Linked DNA regions of Mus musculus: region 1 is linked to region 2. A link is a contact called in public promoter capture Hi-C data. All regions are on one chromosome and are shown on one strand. Each heading gives the region's core, a stretch centred on a gene start, on an enhancer-like site or on the middle of the called end of the contact. The rest is flanking DNA. Distances are from core to core; before and after follow the strand shown. Region 1 holds the start of Ccdc25 (coiled-coil domain containing 25). Region 2 holds the start of Cenpj (centromere protein J).

Region 1 (5,373 bases), core at 1,872-4,371, 9.3 Mb after region 2:
CCGTAACAGTGCATTCTGGGAATTGTAGTTTATGGCTCAGCTGAATTGGAAGTTAAATTCTGAGGCAGTTTGGTGCAAACAGCTAACGAAAAGTGACATCCCCAAGATACTGGAGGCTCTTATTTTTCATATTTGAAGCCCTATTGTTGGTTTTGCGTTTTAGAAAAAAAAGTGAGATTTTCAGTTTCCATTTTACTATTTTATTATTCAAATTATGGTGTGAATGTTTGCTAAATTTGGTTACTTTATATATTTTTAAAGATTTTATTTATTTTTTGACTATGTGCATGCCTGCAAGTGAGTATGTGTATGTGAATGGAGATACCAGCATAGGTCAGAGGAGTTGAATTCCCTGGATCAAGTTTAGACAGTTATAGGTCACCAAATGTGGATACAAGGAATTGACCTCAGGTCCTCTGCAAGAGTAGTCTGTGTTCTTAATAGCTGAGCCCAATCTCTTGAGCTGGATCCTTTACATGTTTTATTTCACGTACTCCTTACACAACCTATGAAGTTTGTATTATCATTCCTCATTTACAGAAAATGAAAACGAAGGCCTGAACACAATCACTATTTACAGGGAAGGCCTGTGGCACTCCAACTCCAATCAAGTGTCTTTTGGCAAGCAGAAATGTTCTTAAAACACTCACAGGCTTTTAAGGAGTTATTAGTGTCTAGAAGTCTCAGACAAATGTTGAAAGGAAATAAAACTTGAGACCTGTGAGTCACGTAATGTATGTCAAATAGCCCAAAGAGTTGTTTGTGAGCTTTGAAACCTGGGGCTGAGAACATAGCAGAACAGACCAGGACATGCCTGGGCAGGCCCATCGCCTCCCTATCTCCCACCCCTCTGACTTAAGTTAAATGTTAACAGGCTGCTGATGTTTAAATGGACCAATCATGTGAAACTGCGCCAATTCCTCCCCCAGTCCCACTCCTTTTCTATAAAAACCCCTAGCTTCCAAGCCACTGTCTCCTGTGTGAGATACCGGAGCTCCGCCATTAAAATACCCGTGTTGTTACATCAAGGTGTTGTGTTCTATTCGTGATTCTTGGGTGCACGCTGAATTGGGAGCTGAGTCGGGGTTTCCCCACTAGGTTCTTTCTTTTTTTTTTTCCATTTTTTATTAGGTATTTAGCTCATTTACATTTCCAATGCTATACCAAAAGTCCCCCATACCCACCCACCCCCACTCCCCTACCCACCCACTCCCCCTTTTTGGCCCTGGCGTTCCCCTGTACTGGGGCATATAAAGTTTGCGTGTCAACTAGGTTCTTTCAATGTCTAGTTCTAAATAAGTCTAAGCGATGGATGTCCTTCTTCATAGAACAAAGCTGGCTGGAATGAATTGACAAATGGCTAACATATTATTGGCTATTTGCAGGAATCATGAGTGAGTCAGCTACTCTTTTACAAGGTAGAATAAGGTTTCTACTAGGCAATGGTAGAACAGTATGTTTTGTTGAGGAAGATGTCTTTGAATCGGAGGCCTCACTACTTCAAACTCTGCTACAACTCTGCCTCCTGTTGTAATAGGGCCCAGACCTTAACAGAACTGACTCCATGATGAAAGTGTCATTCAGGCTATAAAACTCAGCACATAGACCTGTCAAAATGAAAACAAAGATCTAATCCATCAGAGTCCATAGTTCTGGGAAAGTCTCTAAATGCACTAAGCTTGCTTTCTGACTTCTGTAGTTCTTGTTAACTGAGGAATGTCAACCCAGAACATGTTTTTTTGTGTGTTTAAAAGCTCACCCTGAGGAAAGACTGAGAAAATGTTGCACTGGGATCCCAAACATCCAGTGTAGTATCCGGCCAACTAAAAAAGACTTTCTATTGGTTTAAACCCATGTTGGAGCAGTCTTCTCTGGTGGATAGCCTACAACATTGACCAGCACCAGGAAACCCAGAATGATAGTGGGTTTTGTAAAGTGAAAGAATTAGAACAATAGTGGAAACTGCTTAGTGGGAGACTCTGGCTAGTTTCTTCTTTTGAGAGAGTTAAAGCCAAAGAGGGGACATTTTTACCATCAGGTTCTACTTGCCTAGAATTTCCTGCTCTATGAAAGACTAGGCTCTCCAGGGACGGTAAAACTCCTTTTCTGTAGCCCTTTTGTGTGGTCTGACTTTTGGAGCTTGTTGGAGGGATACAGCCCGAAATGGACTCTCATATTTTTTCTTTATCAGAAATAAGAAAAACTTCCAAGTCAAACCTAGGAAGGCTGTGGAATTTTGTAAATTTATAGCAAGAGGTTCTGAACTTCAGAAGTTTGGTATTTGTTCAGTCTTGTAGGTAATAAGGAGCAGACATTAGATTTAAAGGAACAAAAAATAGCCCTACTCGGAATCCCAAAAAAGGAGAGTGTCTCTGGGTAGTAACAGTAACAATTCATTTGAGAACCTTCTGTCCTCGATGCAATTTAGTTCATTGTTTGACTGGGCAAGACAGTGCAGCATTTCTTCCATCTTGTATTCTTGCTGAGGCCATCTCAGGCTTAGATAGGGTTTGATGAACATTACCTAACTCTATTCTGACTAGTTTGGTCAAGTCAACAAACAAAAAACACAACAAAACCCTCACCTATGTCAAGTAATGGGAGAATGAGTTTATTTAAAAATTGGTTCTTGGGGCTGGTTAGATGGCTCAGTGGGTAAGAAAGAGCACTGACTGCTCTTCCGAAGGCCCGGAGTTCAAAACCCAGCAACCACATGGTGGCTCACTATCGTCCGTAATGAGATCTGATGTCCTCTTCTGGTGTGTCTAAAGACAGCTACAGTGTACTTACGTATAATAATAAATAAATCTTTTAAAAAAATTGGTTCTTACTGAGTGCCTCCTGAGGAAATGGTTACAGGGACCCTTAACCATGCATGAAAAAGGCAGTTTCTGCACGCATGGAGCCCATATTGGGTTGAGTGGGAAGACATAAAAAGCGATGACCAACTCTCGTGTCCACTTAGTAGAGCCTCTGAAAATAAAGTCTGCCCTTAGTATTTTTTCTTTATGACTTCAAACAAGATGTATTTCCCCAGCTAATTTCTTTCAACCAGACGCTTGAGCGGAATCCTCAAAATCCCCGGGACACCTGCTCTTCCGCCAACACCCTTCCCTTCGCCAGGACTAAAGATGGCGCTGACAGGACGGCGTTGTGACGCGACGGCACGTCCGCCGGAAGTGTCCTGAGGAGAGCCTGGAAGCCGGCTCACCCTCGCGCCGGCGGTATCTCAAGCTTCGCGTTTTGAGTAGGAGTCGCCACTCTTCTACCAGGATCATGGTGTTCTACTTCACCAGCAGCAGCGGTGAGTGACGCCGGGGCCCCTGCTTCCAAAGCCGGCATTCCCCAGCCGCCGCGCTGGGCTTGGACTTAGTCCTGAACCGCGTCCTTCCGCGGGCACCTCTCCCAGAGCCTTCTGGTTCCCTGCTTGGCCGTCCCCTCGGCTGCCTGGTCGTCCCCTGGCCCCGGTGGTCGCGGCGGGAATGCGCCCCCGCTTTCTTTATACCCGGTAATCATTCTCGTCCCCACTTGACAGACCCGCCAACGCTTCCTGGACGTGTGTGCGTTCCAGCCTAGTCCCCCACGTCCCCGTCGCAAGCCTTTGCCCTAGCGTTCTGCCCGCACCTTGGAGCGATGCTTGACCAGTGCGACAGGTGCCAGCAGATGTCTCCTGCAGGAAGAGTAGCTTGCCCTCCTACGCAGGGAGGGCCTGGGGTGCCGCGGAGAGCAATCGGAGGGCTGGAATGTTAGTACAGCCCCTCCCTGGGCAGAGGTGATGGTCCAGTGGACGTCTGCTAAGGCTACTGGGTTGGTTTTGGAAGGCCAGAAAGAGCTGTTTCGGTTTCCAGGAAATGCCGCGTCAACTTAGTTTCTCTGCCCATATTGTCCAGAATCAATTTCTAATTTTAAACTCTCACCCCATTAAAATAGCGCTTGCCTTTTTGAAGACACTGTGTGAGACCCAGTTTCCTCGTCAAGATAAAATATGCATTTCTTTCTGGACCCCCCTTAACATTCCTTTAGGACTGCTCTCATGTGGTATTAAAAGGTGTCTGCTTGAGCTACCGGGCAGGTCTCTTGAGGGGCAGTCTGTCTTGTCTCCTTAGCATAGTGCCCTACTTACACAGTTGGCTGCTGTGTTGATTTTTGCCCCTTCTTGAGACAGTGAGTGGCTCAGGTTGCTTCAAACATAGACTCTCCTGCCTGAAGGCTCCCTGACGTTGGCATTACTTTCTAGGTCCCCAGATCTGGAGTTATTGTTTGGTGGTTTTGTCTCTTAGTACTTTTTAGTTTGTTTATTTTTGAGACAGGATCTCATTATGTAGCCCTTGGCTGGCCTAGAACTCACAGTGTAGATCAGGCTGGCTTTGAATTCATGCTACCCTCTGCTCTGCCTCCCCAGTGCCGGGATTAAAGGCATGTACTACCTAGCCTTTCATGATACTTTTAACTGAAGCATTATTTTGTGAAGCGTCCTTCAGTGTGAGGTGTTTGTTTGTTTTTCTTTTTTGTAGCCATGCTACTTCTAAAAATTATTTTATGTCTGTAGGTATTTTTCCTACATGCGCATCTACATACTACTTGTGTGCCTAGTGCCTATCAAGGCCAGAAGAGGATGATAGATCCCCTGGAACTGGAGTGACAGACAGTTGTTTGAGTTAGAGTGTTTGTCTAGTATTCCTGAAGTCTGGGGTTTGATCTCTAATACCACAGAAACTGAGTATGTGGTCCACTCCTGGAATCCTGTGATCCAGGAGGTGGGGGCAGAAACTCCCTGGCCTTCTAAATGTATGGTCCCTTGGTCCCTCCCTCCACCCCTCCTCTCTCTCTCTCTCTCTCTCTCTCTCTCTCTCTCTCTCTCTCTCTTGCATTTTTCGAGACAGGGTTTCTCTGTGTAGCCCTGGCTGTCTTGGAACTCACTCTATAGATATAGACCAGGCTGGCCTCGAACTCAGAAATCCGCTTGCCTCTGCCTCCCGAGTGCTGGGATTAAAGGCGTGCGCCACCACCGCCCAGCGAATGTATGGTCTCTTAACTTTTATTTGTTTTTTGTTTTTTGTCAGTCTCAGATAGACCAGACTGCCCTAAGCCAGCCTCCGTAGCTAAGGACAGCATGAATTCCAGACCCTTCTCCCACTCAAATGCTGGGACTATAGGCATACAACACCATCACTGCCCTGTGTGTGTTCTGCTCAGGGGTACAGACTCTCCAGCCAACTCTGTTTCTATCTACCAGGTCTTGTGCTTTGTAGACTGAACACCATCTCACAAATTTAGCTCCATTTAGGGTCCAGCAAGTTTTGGTAGGGTGTGTACCTAGTTCTTTCAGTCCTAATCTTGTACTTTAGAATCAAGATTAAGGAAAGCTTTCTA
Region 2 (5,000 bases), core at 1,671-4,170:
CTGAGACAAGCAGACTACCATGAGGTCCAGACCAACCTGGATTACACTGCTAATTCCAGGCTAGCTGCACTACAGAGTGAGACCATCTCAAAAAAGAAACCCATAAGGAGCTGGAAAGATGGCTCAGTGCTTAAGAGTTCTACCTACTCTTCCATAAAACCCAAGTTGTGTTCTTGGCACCCACGTGAAACAGTTCACAACCACCTGTAACTCCAGGGAACATGATGCCCACCTCTGACCTCTGCCAGCACCTGCACCCGTGTGGCATACATTCATTACATTTACACAATTAAAACCTTAAGGAAGTGATGCAAGACATACCATGAACCACAAAGTACAGAGCAAGAGCAAATGTAGTATAGGAAATGTAGACGGGCTGGAGAGATGGCTCAGTGGTTAAGAGCATTTACTGCTCTTACAGAGGATCTGAGTTAAGTCTCAGAACCAACACAGTGCCTCAAAGCCATCCAGAACTCCAGCTGCTGGGGATTCAACACCTTCCCCTGCTCACGGAGGGCACTGGGCACACAAATGGTGCACAAGCATAAAGTAAACTAGCGAAGCGGAGAAAAATGGAATTATAAAGTTGAGAATGGCAGATACCCAGTGTGGGGGTTAGTTCTTGTCACTGAAGATAATGGGACCTCACCTGAGGAATTGCCTCCATCAGACTGGCCATCAAGTTGCTTTCCTTAGGCATGCTGTTGGGGGCATTTTTTTTGATTAATGACTAGTGTGGGAGGGCCCAGCCACTGTGGGCGATGCCTCTCATAAGCAGGTGGGTTGGGTCATATAAGAAAGCAAACCATGAAGCAAGCTAGCAAGCATTACTCTGCCATGGTTTCTGCATCAGTTCCTGCCTCAAGCTCCTGCCCTGGCTTCTCTGGATGATAGGCCACAACATGTAAGCTGAAATAAACTCCAAGTTGTTTTCAGTTAGTTGTTTTCTACCATAACAAGGAGAGCCAAACTAGAGCACCTAGAAAGATAGGGGCTGGTTCTTACTGAGAAAGGGCTCCAGCCTGCAGGGAGTATATACACTGCATCATACACTTAAGAGTAGCACGCGCAGGGCGTGGTGGCACACATCTTTAATCCCAGGACTTGGGAGGCAGAGGCAGGTGGATTTCTGAGTTCGAAGCCAGCCTGGTCTACAAAGTGAGTTCTAGGACAGCCAGGGCTACACAGAGAAACCCTGTCTCGAAAAACAAAAACAAAAAAACAAAAAAGAGTAGCACGCATTAACTAGCTATCCAGTAACTGTTAATTCCTGAATAGTAATTTCCTTGTAATCTGTTGTAAGAAAGATAATCCTAATTGTTTTTACATTAGGAACCTACCTGTAAAGGCAAGGAAGGGAGTTTTCAGTTAACCTTGGTTAAATTTCAACATCCTTAGTAAAAAAAAAAAAAAAAATGTTTAAATCAAACATGGGGTCTCACAAGCATAATGCCAGCACTGAGGAAGGAAGCTGGTCATCACAGGGGTGAGGCCGGTCTGGATACATAGCAAGTCCCAAAGACAGTGTGAGTGTAAAGTGAGAGACTGTCTTTAAAACAAAACAAAAGCAAGAAAACCCAGAGCTGGAGAGATGGCTCACAGTGGGTAAAGTGCAAACTGTACACGCCTGGCGATCAGAGCTGGTCCCGGAACCCACATAAAGGTGAAAGGAGACACTGACTCTACAAAGTTGTCCCCTGCCCTCCACACATGCAGAACATGCATGAAATCCAACACATATCATGTACACAACAATATTTGTAAAAGGTAATCTTAAAACTAAATAAATCTTAATTTAGACAGTAAACAAGCTGCAAAGAAAGTCACTCTGTAATGTGAAAATCGTCAACAATTCCCTGTTAGACTGAGCAAAGTGTAATAATGGTTTAGGGCAGCATCTTAACATCGTCTTCACACACACACACACACACACACACACACACACACACACACACCTTTTTTTAAAAAGCACTAAAACTTCCATACCTTTGCTACAAGTCCATTACTGTGGTCCTAAAACTATACGTACTGCCAGTTTTAAGTATTGAAATACTGATTCACAGTTGGGTATTGATGATACACACCTATAATACAGTGTTTGAGGTGGAAGGCTAGCTTGGGCTACATAACAAGCCCTTGTCTAAAGAACGCCAAAAATTTTCCCCTAAATTTGTTTTTTATTACTTATACGAAGGCCTAGGTAAACTACAAATAATAGACTGTCTAGGACAGTATGTTATGTAAACTCAGATATTAAAATCTGAGGTACAACACCACCTGCTTATGAAGTTGTAGTCATTACCGTAAGTTAATTGTACGTAAAGCTGCCTTTAAAAAAAAATCGACTAATTGAAAGCTTTGACATCTTTCTGTTCAAAACATAAATTATCTGCACTGGAGAAGGAGGAAGTTACGAGGAGACAATTCAGACCTTGATTGAGGAAGATACGAGGAGACAATTCAGACCCTGAAAACTTTCAGCTGACAGGTCCGCCTCCCCTGAAACACAACTCTTCTTGAAAGCAACAAAGCTTTTGGAGAAGCCGAGATAAGGCCTCCTGAAAGACTGCAAGCGGCGCCACTGCACCCGGCCCGGCGAGCGTGTCGCCCGGAACAGAAACACGCACCCCGGCCGACCCCCTTGAGGACCGATCCCCCGGGTGCTCGGAAGAACAAAGCGGGCTTAAGCCCCGGAACCACCGCCGCCCGCGGGCGCCAAGCCCTCCGCGCCATGCCAGCCCCAAAGCCCAAGCTGGCCTCTCAGGAACCGGGCGGCGGACGGGCTTCTCCGCTCCTTCCGCCCATCAGTTACCGTTCTTCGAAGAAACAGCTGTTCAGACCGCTCCGACCAGCGATAGTCACCACTTAGCTGGCCCGGCATTTACGAATGAGCCGCCACAACCATCGCTGCAGCCAGAGCCCCGCCTCCTGGACCGGCCCCGCCCAACTCTGGTCCAGTGACTCCTGGGAAATGTAGTTCCTACAGTCCGTGTGAGCTTGCGCGCAGGCGCCTCGGACACATGCAAACTACAACTCCCAGCAACACCGCCATAAACGTTGCTAGGGGATGCTCTATGCGCGCTCTTTTGCGGCGGGCACTGGTCAACAGCTGTTGTTCTGAAGTCAACCGATTGAGATCTGACCCCTGCGGTAACAGAGAGCGTACTCCATTGTGCCAGGAACACAGAGATTCAAACCGAATCTAAAAGACGACAGGTTTGGGAGAGTTTCGTCGTCTTCGCTTTTCTCTTTGAATGGGTTTGATTTAATAAAGACCTGTTTAAAACAAAAAAGTGACATTGGTAGGACGAATAAGTGAAGATAACCGTGGAAAAATTTACTCCGGAAATAATCATCTATTATGTGGCTAGTCGATGGCTGCACAAAGTGTGTGCATTCAGTGTTTAAATTATATGGAATATTGAAAGTGCAGATATTAAAATTATATATGGAATGTTGAGCGCAGATTTCACTGTTTATTTGTTTTGCCACCAGAGGGGTTCCAAAATACAGACATGACCCTTTAATCTAGGATGCTACAACACTTCAAGCTACCACAGTTTTTAGACTAGGTTTGAACAATATTGTAAACTAACATCTGTTTTTTAAATATATAATTTTACTATTTTATTTTTACTTTATGTGCAAGCATATTTTGCCTTCATGTTAGTATGTGCCCTGACGTGTGTCTGGTGCCTGTAGAGGTCATAGGGGCCATCTGATCCCATGATCCCATGGAACTAGAGCTACAGATGTTTGTGAGCTACCATGTAGGAGCTGGAAACTGAACCCAATCTTGGGAGAGAGAACAGCAAATGCCCATAACCACTAGGCCATCCCATTTTCTCTTCTCCGGTTGATCAAATGCTTGCCTAGTATGTTCTATCCTCAGCACTGTATAATCCAAAATTGGTGACCAGTCTCTCAGGTGGGGAAGGTGAATCAGAAATTCAAGGTCACCCTCCAATATAGAGTAAGTTAGAGGCCAGTATGTTAACATGAGATTCTATATAAAAAGGTCATCAAGAAGAATTGCCCTTTATACTAATTAGTTCAAATAAATCAATATTATTAAAGATAATTAAAATTTTGTACAGACACCTCAAACATGGAGACGGGAAAAGTTTTTGTTTTGCTTTGTTTTGTTAGGTTACATCATAGATGAAAAAGCCAAAGTTCAAAACTACCAAGATCACACACCTAAAATGTTGACAAGAGAATGGAGCTCAGTGGGTAGCAAAGACCTTGCCTGCTGTACCAGAGGCTGAGTTCCATCCACTGCCCTAAGCTGATTAGTCAGTAAATTAATAACTTAAGATGCTGAATGAGGGTTCAAATGGTCTTCTTTTGGCCTGAAACCATGCCCAAAAATCATTTTCTTAAAATGTGTGTCTTTGACAATAATCACAATATTCTCTACTATTTCTGCCTACATTTTATTTGGTATAGTATGTTATGCCACATTGCTTGTTGTCTGAATAAACAAATTTTATCACACTCATCCTTTCTCTCTCTCTCTCTCTCTCTCTCTCTCTCTCTCTCTCCCTTTCTCTCTCTCTCTCTCCTAGTTTTCTTGCCTTCACTTCCCAAAGTATGTGCCACAAAGCATGTCTCCACATTCAAGTTTAAAGTAGCTATTAAGATTTTAATAAAGGGCTGGAGAGATGGCTCAGCGGTTAAGAGCACTGACTGCCCTTCTGAAGGTCCTGAGTTCAAATACCAGCAACAACCATCTGTAATGAGATCTGATGCCCTCTTCTGGGGTGTCTGAAGACAGCTACAGTGTACTTACATATAATAATAAATAAATCTTTAAAAAAGATTTAATATGGAAGTTATCACCTGGAACCTACATACCTATATTTTAAAAGTAGAGTATAATGATCCAATCACTTGGGCAGAGGAAGAGCCTTGAACTAGCTACTTAGAGCTGAAGAGCAGCCTGGACTATATAGAAAGGCCCTGTCTCAAAAAGGCAGAAAGATCTCTGTGAGTTGAGG

The links. Promoter capture Hi-C pulls out the DNA fragments that hold promoters and counts their contacts.
Region 1: a contact with region 2 is called in a promoter capture Hi-C map of pre-B cells. The contact joins the promoter of Ccdc25 here to the promoter of Cenpj in region 2. A contact is called at or near these places in 1 of 39 promoter capture datasets (pre-B cells) and 1 of 484 Hi-C or Micro-C datasets (CD4 T cells).

The regions. Positions count from the first base shown.
Region 1 is chr14:65,834,181-65,839,553 of GRCm38.p6, forward strand. It overlaps Ccdc25 (coiled-coil domain containing 25), which reads left to right and starts at 3,122. Exons shown (of 9, transcript NM_145944.5): 1 at 3,122-3,304. The coding sequence starts at 3,277.
Region 2 is chr14:56,568,926-56,573,925 of GRCm38.p6, forward strand. It overlaps Cenpj (centromere protein J), which reads right to left and starts at 2,921. Exons shown (of 17, transcript NM_001014996.2): 1 at 2,813-2,921.